3 separate regions of the Hordeum vulgare genome follow, and regions 1 and 3 are each linked to region 2. The links are chromatin contacts, called in public Hi-C maps. All regions are on one chromosome and are shown on one strand. The core of a region is the stretch at or near the end of the contact, and the rest is flanking DNA. Distances in the headings are between cores, read along the strand shown. Region 1 holds the start of LOC123429765. Region 2 has its middle 50 kb from the start of TRNAL-CAA. Region 3 has its middle 160 kb from the start of LOC123429766.

Region 1 (3,073 bases), core at 396-2,895, 230 kb before region 2:
CTTGGGATATGTTTAGTTAAAAGTTAGTCATTGCAATTTCGTGTACTTCATTTGTGTCCAACGACCAGACCATGACCACTTTTGGATCCCCACCCTTATCAATACTTCATATATATTCGCAATATTCAGATTGCTTTCATCATATTCTTGCTTGTTCTTCGATTGCTTGCAGGAAGAGACCTTCGTGGTCAGGTTGATCGTGCTCCGGCGTGGTCAATAACCTGTTGGAGTTGGTTTAGCGATTGCTAAGACGCAATGTCGTGCACGTTTGTAGTCGAATCATCAAAGTCGTCTCCACCAAATTGATAGCCACCCTCTCATCGAAAGATCGGGACCCTCGCCTCTATCATACCCCCCTTTTAGCTTCGTCCAACAGTGTGTGCACTTAAATGATCGTCCCTGATACATCACGACATCGCGTGCGGGCTACATAATATGTGGATCAATATTGAGTGAACCTATGACTCAACAAGTTAAGTAAGAGGAAGCAAAATTCATTATCTCGTCCTCTGCCGCATGTAATGGACACTTTGCCTCCAGCTAATGGACCACATTACGAAAGTCGGTGGCGTTGATGTGGATAACATACCAGCGATAGGATAATGACCTTACATTAGGTGCTTGAATGATGTACATGTTGTAAGGCGCAATGTGCTTCATGCACTTGCTGTCGGAACGTCTTCCCTTTGCCCCGGCCTACTAAATGAACGGATGCTGTCAATCACGCATTGCACAACAATTCATCTTCTTAATTGAGTAGCTCATCATCCTTCATACTCTAAAAATGACATGACATTCAAAAAAAGCTCAATGACATTTCAGCAAACACCTGTCGGGCGTGGTGTCCATTATGAAGGGCGTTCATAGGGGGCGGAATGTACCTCGATACAAATGACTCCAAGATGAGCATCGCCTCGTAGAGGCAAGCGGGCGCTTCGGTATTGATGGACGCCCGATAATGCCTCTATCGAAGACATATGGCAACAACGATAAAGGTTGAGGGTACAGATGCAGATTAAGGAAAAAAGGAAAGAAGTGGAAAAAATAAGATTGAAAAGCGGGATTCGGTGAACCGAGGATGTCGAAGTTCTACATTTTGCGGACTCTCGCATATGTATTTACTCTCAATTTACGAGAGAAACACGTCTTTTTTCATTGTATCTTTTTTTTTATAATATATGTTTCATTCATACTTCCTCCGTTTCTTTTTAGTCCGCATATAAGATTTGGTCAAAGTCAAGTGATACAAAGTTTGACCAAATATATATCAAAAATTATCAACATCTATAATACTAAACCTATATGCTATGAAAATTAATATCATTATGCATGTACTAATATTGATTTTATATTATAAATGTTGATATTTTGTTCTATAAATTTAGTCAAAGTTTATAAAGTTTGACTTTAACCAAATCTTATATGCGGATAAAAGAGAAGAAAGTATCATAAAAATCAAAATACAAGTCATAAAGACCGATAGTACATCTTTTTTTTTCTTGTATCCCTGTCGGTTTGCGGGTTGCATACTCGGCATTTGTGTACGCAAAGCATGCGCTACGAAACAACCGGGTCGTGGAGCCAATGTGAACTTTTCTTTTGGCAACATTGGGATAATTGCTCCTGCGGCAGCGTCATAAATTTTCTCCAAAACTAGGGGTAACCGAAGCCCATTCGCCGGCTGCTACCGTTGACCAGCAAGTTTTGTGTGCATTGAAGCGCAATGCGCTATTTAAGCACTGCGCATAGTACTGACATCCCAGGGGCCCAGCACCCAGCACCGTAACCACAGCAGCACAGCGCCTCCTCTGTCTCTATTCCCGTTCCCCGGAGTGAAAAACGAACAGGCCAAAAAGAAGAAGACCGGAACGCAACAAAACCCCGCGACCATCTCTTGTTCTGCCCCTCTTCTTCTTCCCCTTGGACCAAGCAAAGAACCCCGCGACCATGGTAGACGCCCGTCACGAGCCCCGCGAGGCCGCCGACAGCTCCACCCCCGACGCGGCCGACGACTTCGAGTTCCGCGTCCTGTCCACCGGCGGCCTCGTATCGGCCGGCGCGGGCGACATGTGCGTGGCGGACGAGCTCTTCTCCCACGGCAGGCTCCTCCCGCTCCGCCCCTCGTCTTCCGACGCCCTGCTCCCGCGGTCCGAGTCCGTCGCGTCCACCGCGGGCTTTGGCTCGCGCTCCGACTGCCGGAGCGCCAGCTCCAGCGGCAGCAGCAGTGGCTGCGTCAGCCGCAGCCACTCGTCCAAGAGCGCCTCCTCCGACCACGCCGCCCCGCCGCCCCGGAGGTCGCTCTCGAGCAGCCTGTTCTACGCGCACCCGAGCCCGTCACCGCAGCTGCGCTCGCGGCCGCGCCGGAGCACGGGGTCGGCCCCGCCGCCCGCCGGCTGGGGCTTCATACGCCTCGGCGTCGTCGGGGCCCCGGACGTGTACCCGCCGCGCTGCGCCGACGGGGCCAAGATCACCGCCGCGTCCAGGGGCGGCAGCGGCAGGAGCGCGAGGTTCGAGCAGGCCGCCAGCGCCATTGAGAGGAGCTTCAGGAAACATGGCGCGGGGCTGTTCGGCGACCGCTTTGGGTGCAAGTGCTCGCCGGACGTCGTAGAATCCGTCAAGCTGCCGGAGTCGGCGAGGAAAAGCGGACTCGCCGATGGGAACGTCAAGAGAGGCCGCGGCGGGCGGCGCATTAGGATCCTCGACTGGCTCGAAGAGCTTTCCACCACCAAGGCCAAGAAGTAATCATGTGTAAAGATCGTGCATTTCTCTGAGCCGCTCATGCTCAAGGAAGCATTTCTAGATTTGATCATTAGATTTTTTTTTTCTCTCTCCCTCTTGTTTGATTAACAGGAGACGCTTAATTCCAAAGAAATAACTTTGTTTGTACAGATGATCTCATGGAGTAGTATCGCGAAGATACTTGATCGTGCATCTGTGATAATTTAATGCCAGGATATTTCATTGCAAATTAGAACTGTAATTTAAGTTTTACACTTTATTTAAATGTCATGCAGGTTCTCCTCTGTCGCTAGCACTTGTTGCTAGAATCTTGCCGCAAGAAATTCATCAATAA
Region 2 (3,106 bases), core at 326-2,825:
AATCTATTTATAATATAATAATATAAACAAACAAAAGACAATTTCACGTGCGTACATGTGTGACTATAGGCTGGGCATTATTTGATGTTAGATGAACCAACTAGCGATCAAAATGGGACGGCCCAATTCCGTGAGAACGCATAAGTTATAGCGTCCGCTTTTTGGACCCTTGTAGAAGGTTCCTAACCGGTTTAGGGAACTTTTTAGAAGGATCTGAAACTAGTATTTATAGGGTTTTTTCTGTTTCTGTTTTTTTTCGTTTTTTTCGTTTTTTAAATTTATTAATTTATTTTGTTTTTTATTTTATTTCTTTTTCTTTTTTCGATTGTTTTTCTCCTTTTATTTTTCAGTTTTTATGCTATTAACACGAACATTTCTGAAAAGTAATGAATAAATATCCAAGCGGGAACATTAATTGAACTTATGTACACTTTTTTAAACGGAACATTTTTTGAACTCACGTACATGTTTTGAAAAGGAAAACATATTTTAGAAAATGAAGCACATTTTCTGAAATCCCCGAAAATTTTGAAATCATGAATATTTTCAGAATTGGTGAACAGAATTTGAACAAGTTTTCCATTTGTGAATTTTTTTTTAAAACAAAATAATTTTTGTAAAACAGGATTTCTCTTATACAAATGTGAAAACAATAACATTCTGACCCAACTTATTTTTTCTTTGAAGTAATTCTAATAATTATTTTTCTATTTTTTCAAAATTTAGAACATTTTTTCAAATGCCCGAATATTTTCAAATTTCCAGATTTTTTTTTCTAATTTAGGAACATTTCCATGAAAAATACGATATATTTTGATATAAAGTTCAGATTTTAATTTCGAAAATTCCAGAGCATTTTTTTGCATATTCCAGAATATTTTTTCAAAAATCTGGGACTTTTTTTCAATTCTAGCAGAATTTTGAAATGGAAAAACATTTTCTTAAATTGCGGAACACAATTTCTAATTCTGAATCATTTTTGAAATTTCCGGAACATTTTTTCAAATTCCGCAATTTTAGAATTGCCGAATTTTTTTTCAAATTCTAGAGCCTTTTCAAATTTCGGAACTTTTTTATATATTCCGGAACATTCTTTTAAATTCCGAAACTTTTTTTAAAATTCCGGAACATTATTTTAAATTCCGGAACTTTTTTTATATTCCGGATATGTTTTTCAAATTTCCGAATTATTTCATATTCCAGAATATTTTTTCAAATTTTCGAAGGTTTTTTCAAATTCTGGAATATTGTTTCAAATTCGAGAACATGTTTTTAATATCCAGAACATGTTTTGAACAGAAACAGAAAAAACAAAACGGTTCAGGAAATCTTCTAAAAAGTTCACAAAACCGGAAAAGCTGGCTCAAAATGTCCAGCTGGAAATAGATAATTCAGGAAAGGTTCCTAAAATCAGCTGGATGTTCCCAAAATAGATAAAGACCAGCTGGAAAGGTCCAGCTGGATGTTCCCAAAATAGATAAAGACCAGCTGGAAATCTCTGAAAGGTTCCTAAAATCGAAATCGATGCAACAGGTAAACGGGCTGGCCCAACTTAGCTCTTCGGCAAGCTTTGCGAAAGTTCGATAATTTTACACAATATGCCTCAAATAGGATATTCCCGATTTTAGGACAGAAGGAGTACCAATGATTCAGGAAAAATCCTATATACCATTCACTGCGTCCAATTGTCGAAGCTTCGCATAAGATGGCGTGAGCGGTGGTGGCAGTGGGCCGGCCTTTTTGAAGCGTTCCACAAATCGCGGTTTTGGAAACAATCGAGAAGATTCCATGAACCTCTTTTTCTTTTTTTGTTTTCTTTTTTCTTTACTATTTTCTATTTCTTTTTTTCTCATTATGTTATAAAAAATGTTCCCTTTTTCAAAAAATGTTCGTGAGTTGTAAATATATTTTGTAATTTTGAAAAATGTTCCAAAATATAAACAAATGTACAAGAATATCAAAACATATTTTATAATTTGAAAAAATGTTTCGGAATTTGAAAACATATTCCAGAATGTGAAAAATTGTCTCGAAATATGAAAAAATGTTTAGTAATTTGTAAAAATGTTCCGGCATTTTAATTGTTTTACAGAATATGAATTTTTGTCCCAGAATATCTAAAAATGTTCCGTAATTTGAAAAATTTCCGGAATATGAAAAAATGTTCCGGATTTTTTATATAAAATATTTCAGATTTCCAAAAAAATGTTTCAGAATTTGAAATAAATGTTTCGTAATTTGAAAGAATGTTCATGAATATAAAAAAAGTTCCAGAATTAAAAAAAAAGTTCCGGAATTTGAAAAAATGTTCAAGATTTTTCATGAACGAGATAAGTTCCTAAATGTTGTTGGATTTTCAAAATATGTTCTTGATATCCAAAAAATAATTGAGATTTTAAAATAGTTCTTTAATATCGTGAATTGTTTGTATTTTTCCGAAAATGTTCTGGATTTTTAAAAAATGTACTGGGTTACCAAAAAATGTTCTTCGAATTCGAAATAATGTTTCAGATTTTTTTCAAAAAAATATTTTGGATTTTCGAAAATTGTTATTCAAATTCGAAAAATGTTTTTGCTTTTCAAAAAATGTTCTAGATTTAAAAAATGTTATGGAGTTTCAGAAAATTATCTGGATTTTCTAATATGTTTTTTAAAAAATGCTCTTGTTTTTCAAAATTTGTTCTCGAAATTCAAAAACAATTCATATGTTCAAAAATTGTTCACGTTTATGAATTTGTTCAGGATTTTCCAACACTGTTCTCATTTTCAAAATTTGTTCTCGATATTTAAAAAAAATTGCGTTTAAAAACTTGTTCAGACTTCCAAATTTGTTCTCCTGTTCAATTTTTTTCTTCCGAAATTTCAAAAAATGTTTGTGCTTTGAAATTTGTTCACGGTTCCAAATTTGTTCCAGTTTTTCAAAATTGTTGTTAGTTTAAAATTTTGTTCTCAAGAATCAAAAAATGTTTGTCTTTTAAAAACTTGTTCGCGTTTTTAAATATGTTCCCTATTTTTAAAATAGTTCATGTTTTCAAAAAATAATTTAAGAAATTCAACGTTTTTATGTTTCGATAAAAAATAAAAAAATGAAAACAAAAAGAAAAAC
Region 3 (3,214 bases), core at 691-3,190, 220 kb after region 2:
GTTTTGAAGATCTCGACGCGAGGAACCCAACGGTGAAAACGGTTCGACATTTCGATGTTCGGTTTAACAGATAAAACATTTTAAAAATAAAGATCTACGAAAAGAGAAAATTCTTAGGTTGGGATAAGTGGCACACATACAGTGCGCCACTTGTCCCAACCTCAAAAGGGAAGAGTGATCTTTGAAAGGGTACTCCTAAATTAGCGATTTCGCAGATCGGTTAAGCTTTATTAGGTGGTGCTCAAAAGAAAGTTAAGTTTTCTTAGGCCCTGCCCCACTACTACAGAAGTCCACTATTGCAAGAAAGTGTATAAAATAGTACTCCCTCCGACCTTAAATAAATGATTTTAAAAACTTAACGTTGTACTAAAATTAAAGTAAAATTAAATTATTTTTAAGTCATCTATTTTAATATGAAGGGAGTAAAACAATTATGTCGGAGCTATGTCCCACCCATTACCAGACGAAGTTCCGCCTTGCCTCTGTAGTAGTGATGCTAGGTTTTCCCTGTGTGGTCTTTTTATTGGGTTTTCACTGTTTCTTGTGGTTCTCTTCTGTTTTTCGTTTTTTTGTTTTTCTTAGGGTTTTTTTTGTACTCACTGAGTTTTGTTTTAATTTTTGGTATATATGAGGAACATTTTTATATACATGCTTAACTTTTTTAATGTATATTAAAAATATGTTTTGATGCCTATTTTGTTTCGCATACACTGTATATTTTGTTTCATACACATTATACATGCTTCATTTTTTTTAAATACTTAAAAACATTTTTATACACGTTTACCATTTTTCAAACATCCATTTAAGTACAAATACATTTTTATACACGCTTAATTTTGATACTTTCAAATACTTGTTAAACATTTTAAGAGCATTTGAAAAAATTGAATGATACCAATGTTTATTTAAAATTAAGCATGATTTTTTTACATTCTATAAATACTTTTGTAAAAACATTTTGTAATGTGTAAATATTTAGAAAATGCAATGCACATTTTATTCAATGTTACGATACTTGTTTTAATTACACAAATATTTGTCATGAACCAACTCTGGATGAATAGTTAGGAGGACAATTATATCTTCAACCCATCAGGGTTCAAGCCCAAGACTTTTCACTTGCCTTTGCATTTTTCTGAATTAATTTCAGACATTGCGGCCATGTGCGCCCAGTGGGAGATTACGAAGGTATCCGTGACAACTTCGTCAATCTTAAAATGATGTGTAAGTCTAGCTTTTCATAAGTGTTCATGCGTGCATGTATTCATAAGGGTATATGTATATGCGTATGTATTAGCGTTTTGTGTTTGTATGTGTTCTCAAAAATGAAAACGTGAATATGTCTAAGAGCATCTCCAACAAACACGCTAGATCTAGCGTCCACAGGAAATTACACGGCTTTTGTGTGCGCGCACGCCCGGTTGGCCGTTCGAGTAGGTCCGGGAAAGTTAGGCGCGCTACAAAAACTGTACGCACGTGAAAAAATAGTAATGCACGTGACAGTTTTGACGCGCAGCGTTCGGCGTGTTCTATAAAACACGCACGCGGAGACCCGCCAAAAGTCGTCTCTGTCGCCTCTCTCTTCGTCTCTGTCGGTTCCCCGCCGCCGCCGCACCCTTTTTTCCTCGCCTCCGTCGCCTCTCTCTTCGCCCCCGCCGCCGCCGCCATGCCACCACTCCTCTGGATCTCTATATTGTGTTCCAGTTTCGAAATGTGTTCATATGTTTCGATAAGTGTTCAGTTTTTTCAGTATTTCAAAATTATTTTCATGATTTCAAACATTGCTCACATATTTAATAACTTTTCTCATATTTTTCAAAACAACAGTCAAAAAAGTTTGAAAAAATAGGATCTAGCATATGCTTTTAGATTTCGCACTGAATAGTTTTCATTAGCGCACGACATCTCGAGGGGCAAGCGTTATGGGCCATGGCATGTAAATGGGCCGGCCCATTCGGCACTCCCTCCATGCTTCGCGGAGGCAATTTACCGCAAAGCGGGTCCAATAAGACCTTCCGAATTCCAACTCAGGTCGCGTATTTGCAGCGTTTTAGAAAAGGAAACAAAATATAAAATGGGCTGCCCCATTACGGAGGTGGAATGTGGGCTTTGTAGTATTGGAATTTCCTATTTGACCTTTTCTCCGTCAAGCTGTCGAGTGAACGCATAGAGCGGCAACACTACCGAACAAATGAGCCAGCCCATCTGATAAGATAGCTAATGAGTAGATCGTATTTGGTTTTGGGGACCTTCTGGAAAGTTCCATCCCTGGTTTTTAACGGTTTTGGGAATCTTTCAGAAGGTTCCGAAACCATTTTGGACTGTTTTTTTTTATTTTCCTGTTTGTTTCAAAATTCACAATTTTTAAATATTTCTTTTTCCTTTTCCTTTTTTGTTTCTTCTTTCTTAGTTTTGCTTTATTTTTGTGTGTTTTTATTTTTGTTCAAAAGTTGCATAATTTTCACAAATTTTTTCGCATTTATGAATTTGTTCAGAGTTTTTCAAAATATTTCTCTGTTTCAGGATTTGTTCTCAAGATTCAAAAAATGTTCATGTTTTCAAAAATTGCTCGCATTTATGAATTGGTTCAGGATTTTCCAAAACTTGTTGTCAAGATTAAATTTTTCAGCAACTGCTCGCATTTAAATTCAGAACGCATTTTCAAAAAATTACTCAAAATTTGGAAGACAAAAATCAGGATTTTGTCAAACAATGTTCATTCCGGAACTATTCTTAGTATATTTTAGATTTCCGTTGTATTATGTTCTAGTGCAGTGGCTAGCACCAAGCTCTCACAAGGAGGTCTTGCTGTGTTCGATTCCTAGGGTGCTCACTTATTACGTTTTCACACTTATTTTCGCATTGCATTGAATGGGCTGGCCTAGTCAGTACCCCATGTGCGACGGGGATGCGGCAAATAGGAGTGGGAACTCCTACCTGCTGCTCACTACGGCAGGACCTCCTATTCGCCGCGTGTTGCACCAAGGAGTCGCGCGCCGCACATGGGTGGCGCCCTTAACTGGGCTAGCCCATCTTCGGCTCGCCCCAATTGAGCTTGCCCAGCTTACTTTTTTGTTTCAATTTTTTTAATAATTGTTTTACTTTTTTCAAATTCTGGAACATTTTTTGAAAATTCTAGAACATTGTTTTAAATTTTGGAATATTTTTCAAAATTCGGGAGCATTTTTCAAATTCCGGAATATTTTTCAAA

Evidence for each region. A called contact is a pair of places that touch in the nucleus more often than the background predicts.
Region 1: a contact with region 2 is called in a Hi-C map of leaf, with 2.6 times the contacts expected there. The contact joins the promoter of LOC123429765 here to the enhancer-like site in region 2. A contact is called at or near these places in 3 of 6 Hi-C or Micro-C datasets (leaf and seedling).
Region 3: a Hi-C map of leaf shows a contact between it and region 2, with 2.5 times the contacts expected there. The contact joins two enhancer-like sites. A contact is called at or near these places in 2 of 6 Hi-C or Micro-C datasets (leaf and seedling).

The regions. Positions count from the first base shown.
Region 1 is chr2H:123,090,259-123,093,331 of MorexV3_pseudomolecules_assembly, forward strand. LOC123429765 reads left to right here and starts at 1,646. Exons shown (of 1, transcript XM_045113765.1): 1 at 1,646-2,968. The coding sequence starts at 1,948. The coding sequence ends at 2,742.
Region 2 is chr2H:123,318,741-123,321,846 of MorexV3_pseudomolecules_assembly, forward strand. No RefSeq gene overlaps it. Among protein-coding and RNA genes, the nearest start is that of TRNAL-CAA, 50 kb to the right of the region's middle. Within about 2 kb of position 1,576, at least 1 of the 3 cell types and tissues checked has open chromatin away from gene starts, as enhancers often do. A contact at or near this core is called in leaf, where this site is marked.
Region 3 is chr2H:123,535,386-123,538,599 of MorexV3_pseudomolecules_assembly, forward strand. No RefSeq gene overlaps it. Among protein-coding and RNA genes, the nearest start is that of LOC123429766, 160 kb to the left of the region's middle. Within about 2 kb of position 1,941, at least 3 of the 3 cell types and tissues checked have open chromatin away from gene starts, as enhancers often do. A contact at or near this core is called in leaf, where this site is marked.